3 separate regions of the Mus musculus genome follow, and all the other regions are linked to region 1. Evidence: chromatin contacts called from public HiChIP or PLAC-seq data. All regions are on one chromosome and are shown on one strand. Each heading gives the region's core, a stretch centred on a gene start, on an enhancer-like site or on the middle of the called end of the contact. The rest is flanking DNA. Distances are from core to core; before and after follow the strand shown.

The links. HiChIP or PLAC-seq counts read pairs in DNA pulled down with a chosen protein or histone mark.
Region 2: a contact with region 1 is called in an HNF4G HiChIP or PLAC-seq map of pancreatic cancer cells. The contact joins two enhancer-like sites. A contact is called at or near these places in 4 of 39 promoter capture datasets (the C10 cell line, the HPC-7 cell line, cranial neural crest and 1 more), 1 of 115 datasets of contacts at active chromatin or transcription factors (pancreatic cancer cells) and 2 of 9 other capture datasets (adipose tissue and embryonic stem cells).
Region 3: an HNF4G HiChIP or PLAC-seq map of pancreatic cancer cells shows a contact between it and region 1. The contact joins two enhancer-like sites. A contact is called at or near these places in 5 of 39 promoter capture datasets (HPC-7-derived erythroid cells, cranial neural crest, hippocampal neurons and 2 more), 1 of 484 Hi-C or Micro-C datasets (CD8 T cells), 1 of 115 datasets of contacts at active chromatin or transcription factors (pancreatic cancer cells) and 2 of 9 other capture datasets (embryonic stem cells and pancreatic islet).

What each region holds. Positions count from the first base shown.
Region 1 is chr8:123,277,155-123,280,573 of GRCm38.p6, forward strand. It overlaps Fanca (Fanconi anemia, complementation group A), which reads right to left. Exons shown (of 43, transcript NM_016925.3): 31 at 1,106-1,190. Among named protein-coding and RNA genes, the nearest start is that of Vps9d1, 25 kb to the left of the region's middle. Within about 2 kb of position 1,482, at least 19 of the 459 cell types and tissues checked have an H3K27ac peak or open chromatin away from gene starts, as enhancers often do. A contact at or near this core is called in pancreatic cancer cells, where this site is marked.
Region 2 is chr8:122,584,192-122,587,610 of GRCm38.p6, forward strand. Galns (galactosamine (N-acetyl)-6-sulfate sulfatase) reads right to left here. Exons shown (of 14, transcript NM_016722.4): 12 at 721-842. It also overlaps the pseudogene Gm34962. Among named protein-coding and RNA genes, the nearest start is that of Aprt, 9.0 kb to the left of the region's middle. Within about 2 kb of position 1,585, at least 95 of the 459 cell types and tissues checked have an H3K27ac peak or open chromatin away from gene starts, as enhancers often do. A contact at or near this core is called in pancreatic cancer cells, where this site is marked.
Region 3 is chr8:122,634,268-122,637,686 of GRCm38.p6, forward strand. Cbfa2t3 (CBFA2/RUNX1 translocation partner 3) reads right to left here. Exons shown (of 12, transcript NM_001109873.1): 8 at 1,487-1,572; 9 at 682-880; 10 at 93-161. Among named protein-coding and RNA genes, the nearest start is that of Pabpn1l, 13 kb to the left of the region's middle. Within about 2 kb of position 1,719, at least 64 of the 459 cell types and tissues checked have an H3K27ac peak or open chromatin away from gene starts, as enhancers often do. A contact at or near this core is called in pancreatic cancer cells, where this site is marked.

The DNA.
Region 1 (3,419 bases), core at 232-2,731:
GCCATGAGGACAAGTGGCCTTTGCTCCTTTAGCTCAGTTCTCAGTTACTGTGCCACAGCATCGGAGGACTGGCATGCCTGCTCCTCCCAAGGGCATCAGGCACGGATGGAGGTTTGGAATCAGGCTCCTTAGAGACACACTGGAACCTCAGCACGGCTCCGCTGCATTTTCCCGCTCATTCTGGGTTCCCCAGGGGCCTGAGGGCTCCATGTGCTCTTTCCTCTACGTAGGCTACCTTGTTAAGGTCACTTCTCAGAGCCTGCAGCCCAGCTTTCCTCTACGGAGGCTACCTTGTTGAGGTCACTTCTCAGAGCCTGCAGCCCAGCTTTCCTCTACGGAGGCTACCTTGTTGAGGTCACTTCTCAGAGCCTGCAGCCCAGCTTTCCTCTACGGAGGCTACCTTGTTGAGGTCACTTCTCAGAGCCTGCAGCCCAGCTTTCCTCTACGGAGGCTACCTTGTTGAGGTCACTTCTCAGAGCCTGCAGCCCAGCTTTCCTCTACGGAGGCTACCTTGTTGAGGTCACTTCTCAGAGCCTGCAGCCCAGCTTTCCTCTACGGAGGCTACCTTGTTGAGGTCACTTCTCAGAGCCTGCAGCCCAGCTTTCCTCTACGGAGGCTACCTTGTTGAGGTCACTTCTCAGAGCCTGCAGCCCAGCTTTCCTCTACGGAGGCTACCTTGTTGAGGTCACTTCTCAGAGCCTGCAGCCCAGCTTTCCTCTACGGAGGCTACCTTGTTGAGGTCACTTCTCAGAGCCTGCAGCCCAGCTTTCCTCTACGGAGGCTACCTTGTTGAGGTCACTTCTCAGAGCCTGCAGTGGAGGAAGCAGAAGAAGCAGAAGACTGCACAGCCCTTTTGCTGTCAGTTCGGATGTCGCAAAGCTGGGAGACAGCTTTGGCATCACAGCCACAGTGTCTGGGCCTTGTGATGCTCACCTGTGGGGTAAACTCAAAGGATGCGGTTGCTCTAGGCCTCTGCCACGGTGTGGACAATGCAGGCTCTCACCCAGTTCTGCTGAGTCGGGCACCGTTATGCAAACGTCATAAATACCTTAGCAGAGGGCAGGTTTGCTGCAGCAAACACATGGAGCTCTGTCCTCTCACTCACCTGTAGCCTGGAAAGAATATCCTTGTTTCCTGTGCGGCCACCAAGAACCAGGTCTGAGTCCTCTGAGTGATTGTAACTCCTCGAACTGAGAAGGAAACAGGAGCCTGCTCAGTGCTGCTGCGGTGCCGTCAGCAGAGCTGGCTGTGGTGCCCCTCCCTCCCCCCATCTCCACAGCGGAGCGTCTGCGGGTAACTGACAGCACGAAACTACCGACTACCAACAAAGGAAAGAATGGCAGGACACATGCATGCACCTTCTGCACTCAAGAGGCAGAGACAGGAGGATGACTGCAAGTTTGATGCCAACTTGGCCAACACAGCAAGTTCCAGGCCAGCCATGGCTAAACTGCAAAAGCTTATCTAAAGAAAGGGGAGTGTCTGAGGGACAGCTCAGTGGTTAAGAATGTGTGTCCACTCCAAGTGGCCGACCGACACCCTCTCCTGGCTTCTGCATTTGTGTTTGAGCATAGACACACACACACACACACACACACACACACACACACACACACACACACACCTACCTTTGTTTTTAAGGGAAGAAAAATTTACCACAACCAAGTGTGCTTTCTCGTCCGAGGTTTACCATCTGCTAACTAATCATACCCTTGACAATGGCACAAAGCTGCAGGGTGTCACCAACGAGGGACATGACTTCACAGGCAATAAAGCCTGAGCAACTCACTCAGAAAGAAGCTGCAGAAAGGAACTGAGTTTGCTACGTCAATAAACAAACCTCAGCTGTATTTCTATACGTTATCCATGAATAATTTTTAAAAAAGCCAGTCCTTCTATTTACAGTCACACTGAAAAGAAGATGTGCAGGCAGGAGGATTTCTGGGAGTTCAAGGTCAGCCTAATCGACATATCAAGTTCTAGGCTAGACAAAGCTACACAGTGAGACTATGTCTTTAGACAAAATAAAAATAAAACAGCAGAAGTAACCAAATGCCTACTGATGGACATGGGATGATAAAGATGATTATAAAGATGATGTATACTGTTTAGTGTCGGGAGCCATCTCGGAAAGGCTATGGCTAGCAGGCGGTCTTCCTGAGACGGATTCATCATGGATTGTGAACTATGGCCCTGTATGCAAGACCTGAGGGACAAATCTCAGGGTTTGATTCCTGCAGCTGATATGCCTTTCCTGTCCTTATTAATATAATAATCCTTCTGCATTAGCCCACCCTGCTGGGCAGATTTTATGCAGACCAGCGAAGATGGACTGTTTTATAGTGATGCTATACAAACAAATAGGTGATTTATTAATTCCTAGTGATGATTCTATAAGAATTCCTAAAATTAAACTAGTAATTATTAAGCCTTTTATAGTTAGGGCTACAACTAGAACTCTCTGATATAAAACCTCACCGTTAACTTACACTAATTTTCAATGAACCTGTGGAGCTAGTGAGAGAAAATGAATGTCCAGTTAGATAACTGGCTTCAATGGAAACACATACAAACATCTCTGTTGTAAACATCTTATGCAATTTATGATTTGAATTTGTTTAAACTTGTGGTAAATTACCATGTGATCTATTCTCCTAAAAAGGTACAAAAAAACCCTAGAAATGTCATTAGGTGGCAAAAGGAGAGGACAGAATTGGAAGGAAGAGGAAGAGAACAGTATGCAGAATGCAGAGAGAAAGACAAAGAAGAAGCTACAGAGAGAGCAGCAGGCTTCTCCTCACCATGAGATGGAGGAGCAGGGCTTTGCGTAACAAGGCAGGCTGTCTTACTAAAGAGGACAGCGCTTTCTTCTTACAGACTCGGGTTTAATTCATTTCGCAATAAAAAGGTAGAAGCTTCTCCTTTCTCTGTGCAGTAAAGGTTGGAGCTCATTTTTCACCCAGAATGACTGAGTTCTTTCTGTGCTGGCAGCTGGGCTTTTGCTCCATCTGCATATGTAAGTATGGATGTGTGTATCTAAGTATGTAGATATGAGATAAGTAGTTGGTTGGACCCAACAGGAGTGTATGTAGGTATATGAACGTGTGTGCATGAATGTGTATATGAATGTGTGTATGTGTTTATGTACATTTGCTTGTGTAAAACTGTTTCCTTCTGTGATCTTGACTCGTCTCTTGCTTGGTTCAATACAAGTTTATTGCTCCAAACCTCCCTCCAGCCTGGCAAGCAAGAGGCAGAGGCACAAGGCTATTGGGCAAGAGAGAGAGAAGCCATACCAGTTATGTAGTCCCCTGCTGTAGCCGCCCTACCAGTTACTTAGTCTCCTGCTGTTAAGCAACAGGTGTTGATTCGCCCAGAGGCCTGCAGCTTCTGCTTCAGTGTGACGGAAATGTCATCAT
Region 2 (3,419 bases), core at 335-2,834, 690 kb before region 1:
TAGATGTGACGCCAGTCACAGATTGCGGTGACTTTTGAGTATCACTGCGAATAGGGAAAGCTAGGAGGGGTGCTCTTGAACCCTTCAGGGATAGAACCCTGCAGTGACCGTTTAACCCACCATTGTTTGTCGTTGAGGTTAGCCAGGTATAGTGACTTTTGAGCTCAAAGACTCCTGCCCAGTGGAGGCCACTAGGTACCCTCAGCTCCAGGGTCCATGGTCTGAAGCACTGTACTCCAGAATCTGGGATGGAGTCCTTGGATCTCCTCGCCCTCAGCCTTTCCCTCCTGTCAGTCCCAGGGCTAGTTGGTGTGGATGGATGTCTCCTATGGCTGACTTGCTTACCCCTGCCCTTGGCCATCCCTGAAGGTAGCTTAGAGTATAGGATCCATTGCTGGGGTTGTCAATGAACTCAACCCAGAATGGGGAGGGATGAGAGGCAACCAGGAAGAGAAAGCAGGAGGGGAGCTCCCAGAGAGCATGGCAGCCATGGCCTGAGGTGAAGATAGAGGTCTCTGGGAGTTAGTAGGCTCTACATCCTCCTTGGTTGGGCGCCCAGGGTCCCATGTCTGTGTTCTTCATCTCCACACAAAGGCATCCATTTCCTGTGAGACCAGAGGGGTAACTCCACGGAAGGCAGAGCACCCAGACGTGGTTCTCACCTTTGGCCTGTCTGGCCAGTGTCTCCTCTGCGGCATGGAGACCCTGCCCCTGCCTCACCTGAGTGGGAATCTCTCCCCTGGGTCCCGTCCCAGGTGGAAGATCAGGGGTAGCTCCGTGTGTTCTTCCTGGGTGTGGGTTGTAACTCCTGAGACGTTCTGCCCGGGGCAGAAGTCAGTGCCCTGCAATGAGAGGCACAGAGAACAAGTGGGCATCCAGGACCCAGAAGCCCATGCAGCAGAGATGCCCTACTAGTCCAGCTGCTCACACATCCCTCGCGCCTGGTACTGCGGTGTTCCCTGGGGAGTGAACGTGAGAGCGGTTGGATCTGGTCACCTCCTGGATGGGGGAAAGCTTCAGGAGGAACTGCTTAGCATCTGTCTCTGGGCGGCTCCCCAAGTTTTTTCCATAATAGTCTGGGCAGCTAGGCTGTAATCTCAGCACTCAGGAGATAGAAGTAGGAATATCTTGAGTTTGAAGTCAGCCTGGGCTACAGGAGACCCTGCCTCAAAACAGATGAAGCCGTCTGGACCGGCTAACGCTTTGATTTTGAGGAGTGCTCCTCAGAGCGCCATAAAGCCTTTTCAGTGTGCGGCCAGGAGAACAGTGGCCTCTCAGAAGATGACGAGTCAGGGTGAGTCACTAGACCAGACACAGGAAGAGGGACCTTTGGCTTGAAAGCTGAGAGAACGCAGACCCAGAGCTGAACACGTGAGCTGAAGTAAGGGACAAAACAGCCGTGACCAGGCTCGAGGGAAGGGCACAGGCTGTGGAATCATGACCACTGCCTTCAGAGGTACAGAGGGAAGGCGGAACACATACTCAGGCTGTACGGAGTCAGTCCCTGCAGCTTCCTCTCAGATAGTTTGGCTGCTGCGGCTACCTTTCCTGGGTGCAGTCTGATTCCATTACAGCCGTTTGTGTGTACAAGCTTGCCCTTTGCCCTGGACCTCCCCTATGAGATTTCGCTGCGTACTCCTTGGGGTGGACTGATGTAGGAATGGAGAATGCCCCTAACCACGCCTCCAACAGTCTCAGACAGGAGCTGTGACTCAGTTGCCCTAGTGTCAGCCAACTCAGCAGTGGGAGACCTTCCTGTAGGGTCTGTATACATTTGACACGCAGCGCCGTTCACTAAGGAAATGTCTGCAGCACCTTGTGTAACACTTCTGGGATGGACAGCTGGTTGGTGCAGCAGTTTACAGTCTATAAAGCAGGGAGGCCATAGCCTATGAAGTTCCATTTGTGAGGAGCTGCAGAGATACAAGTTGGGGACTGGAAGGGTGGGCTATATTACAGTCAAAGTGGGTCCCGAATCTAGGCCTCCTGGAGCGTCCTGCCAGGGGACAAACTGTGCAGCACACAGCAGGAAACCACAACCATTAGCATGAAAATACCAAACAGTTAATGGAGAGGTCTAGATGGAACTCATAAATTATAATTTGGATGCAAATCAAATAAGCTATTTAATTAAGATCCCGCTAATTGGTCTAGGGTTTCTCTTACAGCTGCAGTTGTGTGAGTGCCTTGCTCGCCCTCAGGGCACCTCCGGGAAGTCAGCCTGCTGTAACACTTCATCCTCCCCGCAGAGCAGGCCTCTGGCCTGGCTCTGGATGCACAGCGGGATGGGGACAGGCAGACTGCTAGAAATCTCCTGATTTTGGAGAGGTGGTAAGGGACAGGACACTCGGGTTGGCTCACTCTCCTGGGAGATCAAAGTTCAGGTGTAGCAGCTGAGACCTCCATCTTAGGTCTGAAGCTAGAACCTGAGGCTTGTTAAGACAACCCCAGGAGCCCGGTGTGGTGGCACTCGGGAGGCAGAGGCAGGCAGATTTCTGAGTTCAAGGCCAGCCTGGTCTACAAAGTGAGTTCCAGGAAAGCCAGGGCTACACAGAGAAGCCCTGTCTCGAAAAACCAAAAAAAAAAAAAAAAAAAAAAAAAAAAAAGACAACCCCAGGAATCCAGGAGTGAAGGCCCAAGACCTGGGAGTTCTCTCACACCAGAAGCTCACGAACACTAGCAGAGGCAGATTGTAGCCTTTTGTCTGTAACAACCACCCTTTACCTGGGCCTCAACCCTGAGTCAGACCGTGAGAACTGAGGACAGCGGCAGTTTACAGGACAAAGTTCGGCTAATAACAACTGAGTAGTTCAGGCGATCTCAGGTGTTTTCCAACTTCTTAACAGTATCAGCCCTCCTCACTCCGTGGATGCTGCAGAGACCCCCTTCAGCACGGGCCACGTGGTGTGGAACCCTGGACAACATTCTGGCTCAGACGTTGCTTGCCCTCCAACAACACTGCCACCAATTAAAAATGAATGGGAGAACAGACTCCCTCCTAGAGACAGAAGCAGGCTTGATGGTGGGCGTGTGTGTGGTGAGGGCAGTGGCCAGCCTAGTTCACAGCGCACAGGACCCTAGGCCCTCAGCTACAGAGGGCAGGGCTAGAAAGGGAAGAGGGGAAGTGCTCAAGATGGACACACAGAGATGGATTCCGAGTACGGGTGTGGGCAGTGGAGACCAGGCTACCAGGCTAGTCAGATCTCAAGGCAGCAAAGGACAGGCGAGGGAGGGCCTGGGTACATCAGTGTCCACGAGGAACTGCCGCTAGACCTGGCGGTGAGCGGGAGGAAAGGCCTTAGGCCTAGTGACCTCACTGGAATTCCAGGTGTTCTCCATCTCTGCAGCCAGCTCAGCAGGAAGGCAGGCAGGGCGGGGCGGGGACCAAGCGTCTCCTTCCAAGGCCTTCTACAGGACCC
Region 3 (3,419 bases), core at 469-2,968, 640 kb before region 1:
CTCCCGAGTGCTGGGATTAAAGGCGTGTGCCACCATGCCCGGCAGACACGGACACTTTTTAGCGGTTGTTTCCAGGGTCTGTCTTTACTCACCAGCCTTCCTCCAGATCTCTTCAGGCATGTAGCCAGACAGGGTCCTGGGCGTGAAGTCCCGGTGAACATCTGGAATAAGGGGGCAGGGTACAGTGTCACACACAAGGTGGGGTCATCAGTTGCCTTCCTCCACACTGGATTCCCTTCCTCTCTGGCCAGGGTTTGAAGGCAAGAAGTATCTTTCCTCTTGGGAAAGAGGGCTTCACATGCTACCAGGAGAATGGAGGGATTTGAGTGGCATACTCTTATAGACAGTGAACATGGATTCACGCTGGGATCTGGGCATGTCCCGGACCACCTCACCCCCATCTCCGTAGGCACCGCTGTGGTGGATGGGTAAATAGAAGCCCTCGGGTGCCTCCTCCTAAGCCTGGCCTGTACCTACCAGAATCTGGAAGGTCCAGGCTCCCTAGCAGGCCAGGCACATCTTTATGCCATGGGAAAGGCCCCCCTTTCCAAGTGAGGCTTCCTGTTTAAGTAAGGACCGAGTGTTGGCTAGCTTTCTGGAGAATTAGTGGCATCCTACAGAGACTGTATAGGGCTAGCAACCTCTCGCTACAGGTCCTCCATGTTCTTGCTTGGTACACACCTAGCTGAGACCCCTCAGGGCCACTGCAGCTGTTGAGGGACCGGGCAGAGATGGGGGTAGGGCCCTTCTTCCCCTCCTCAGAGTCACTGTAGCACCGGATCCAGTGGTTGAGTTCCTCACGGTCGGCCTCCTGACACCGGCGCAGGACGGTGAGGGATCGCCGGGTCTTCTCCACCATGTCCATGATGCAGTTCAGAAGCTGCGGGCGGGTGGCAGGGCCTTCAGGACGTTGGAACCGGGGCTGTGGCCAGATGTGGCCATCCAATATGGAGGGGGTGGTCAGGGAGCCAGCTCAACGTCCCTGAAGGCGGGGCACAGAAATCTATACCTTGGCTCCCCACAAACAGTGAAATGACTCCCAGTGCCTGTGGGCACCCAACTTGAATGGAATCTTCTTTGGATGCATGGTAGGGGTGGAAGGGGCTTGGGCTGTTTCCTTCAAAACTCTCATTGCCAAGAAAGGTGCATGAGGGCCAGGGGAGTGGAGGTCCACCTGGCCTGACCAGGGGCTCAGGCACAAAGATGTCCTACATCACTGGGGCTTGACTCTGCAAGTGTCTGAGCAGGAGATGGTAGAGGAGGAAGAGCCAGTGTGCATGGCTCTTTGGCAGCATCCTGACAGGCCAACAGTGGATAATGACCCTCACATAAAAGGGCGGGCAGCCAGTGGGCATGCCGGTGGGTCCTACCAGGAGATGCTGAACCAACCCAGAGGAGCGCAATCTCAGCGTGGATCTCCCCACCCCAGCCTTGTGCAGATGTTCAGGGAGTCACACGGGCGTGGCAGCCCCACCTGGGCACTCACACTGTTGAGGTGCTTCCATTCTTCTGCCCACTCGCGTTCTGTGAGCCTGTGATCAATCACTTCTTCTTGTCGAGACCCAGGTATGGCTGTAGAAAAGGCCACACACAGTTAGGCCCCCATGCGGATGACTAAGCCCTGACTTGGATCTCAGGCCCTGCCCCTACTCCCAGGTGCCTCCTACTTCCTACACCAGGGGCGTCGGGAATCTAAACCAGGCCACCTCTGTTGTGCCTCATGACTCACTGCCTCCCGGTAACCTGCTAACCCAGCTCTTCTCGCTTCGCCCATTTCTGATAGGCAGCTCTAGATGAACTCACTTTAAAGGTTTCTCTTATCACGGTCCAGAAACCTCCAGGCCTCTGGGCAGCTGCTTAACTTAGGTGTGTTTATGACTTCCTTTCAGATAACTGCACTCCTATGCATTCCTCAAAGTCCAGGCCCGAGGGGCCCCTCCACAGCTGTAGTCTTTGGAATTCCTCAGGCCGTGTGTGTGTGTGTGTGTGTGTGTGTGTGTGTGTGTGTGTGTGTGTGTGTGTGTGTGTCTGGTCTCTAGGTACAAGATCTCCCTGTTTACTCTACTATCCCTGCTCCCAGACTGTCAGCTCCATGAAGAAAAATGGCGTGTTGTGTTTACCTCTGTGTCCCAGGCTGAACTCTGACCTGGGTGTTTACCCCCCCCCCCCAGTTCAATCTTGGGATCAGATCTACCTGCAGCAGGATCAAAGCAGTAATCCAGGATGGTTCATTCTCCGTGGGATCCTGGGGCCCTTATGTTGCCACTCCCTGCCTCAGTTTCCCAACCCTGCCTAGTTCTTGCATCATAAGTAGTTAGAAAGAAAAGCCCCAAGCTGACCTGATAAACTTGAGGGGTGTGCCCACAGTTACCAGGCAGAAAGTGGAGAGGCGGTGTTGGGTGTAAGGAGTCTGAATCTGGATCGGGAATGACCAAATGGGGTGTGGCGGGGTGTGGGGTGCCACTGGCTGGGGCGTGAGGAACATGATGGCCCTGTCTTGGTTTCCCTGCAATGTCAAATGCTCCCAGTGTCCTAACTGAGGCTGTGCAGGTGACCTGGCAGCAATCCAGACTTCCTGGGGGGTGGGGGGAGGCAAAACCTCTCTTTTAAGCAGCCATCAGCGCCTTAGGACCTCCTGCTACCCTAACCTGAAATGCCTCCCTGAGTTGCAGAAGGGCGGGGAGTGGCCACAGCCGTCATCCAGCACCCTCTCTGGCTGCCCACGAGGGGCCTGTGCCAACGCCCAAACTAAAATAGAGGCTGAGATCTGTGCGACAGCTGGCGTTTATTTTTGCATTAGCAGAAGCGGGTGGGAATTAGCACCTGCCTGACCCGGCTGTGGTGAGCCAGACACTGTCACCTGCTGCCTAGGACCAAGCCCTGGAAGCTTCCATGGTGTGGGGGCAGGGAAAGGCCTCTGTTGACCCTGCTCTGGGACCCTATTGGCATTCTGAGTGACCCTGGATGGTCATTTCTAACATTACGTTCCAACACACCAGGGTGTGGCAGGGACGGCCATCTCTGGGTTTCCGCAGAGTGTCGCTGTGCCCACCCATGGCTGCCCCACTCATACTCCTTGGACTTCGGTTTCCTTTGAGGTGTGGGTACAGACTGGGAAATGACAGCGTGCAAGATGAGTGGCATGTGTTCTGTGTCAGCTGCTGTCCTTGTCATCGGTGGCTGGGCCTTGGGGTAGAGTGTGTGTCAGGTGCTCTATCAATAACCTATCCTCACATAATCTCTGTTCTGACAAAGAAAGAAACTGAGGCACAGGGAGGTCACATGGCCCACTTGAGGGTCACTTCTGAATTCGAGGAAAAAAGGCAGCCCTGCTGGTAATCTTACCCTCAGCTACCGTGGCCTCATGCTGCCCAGGGCAGGAGTGTATCCCAAGGATTAGGGTCCTCTACTGTGGTGTT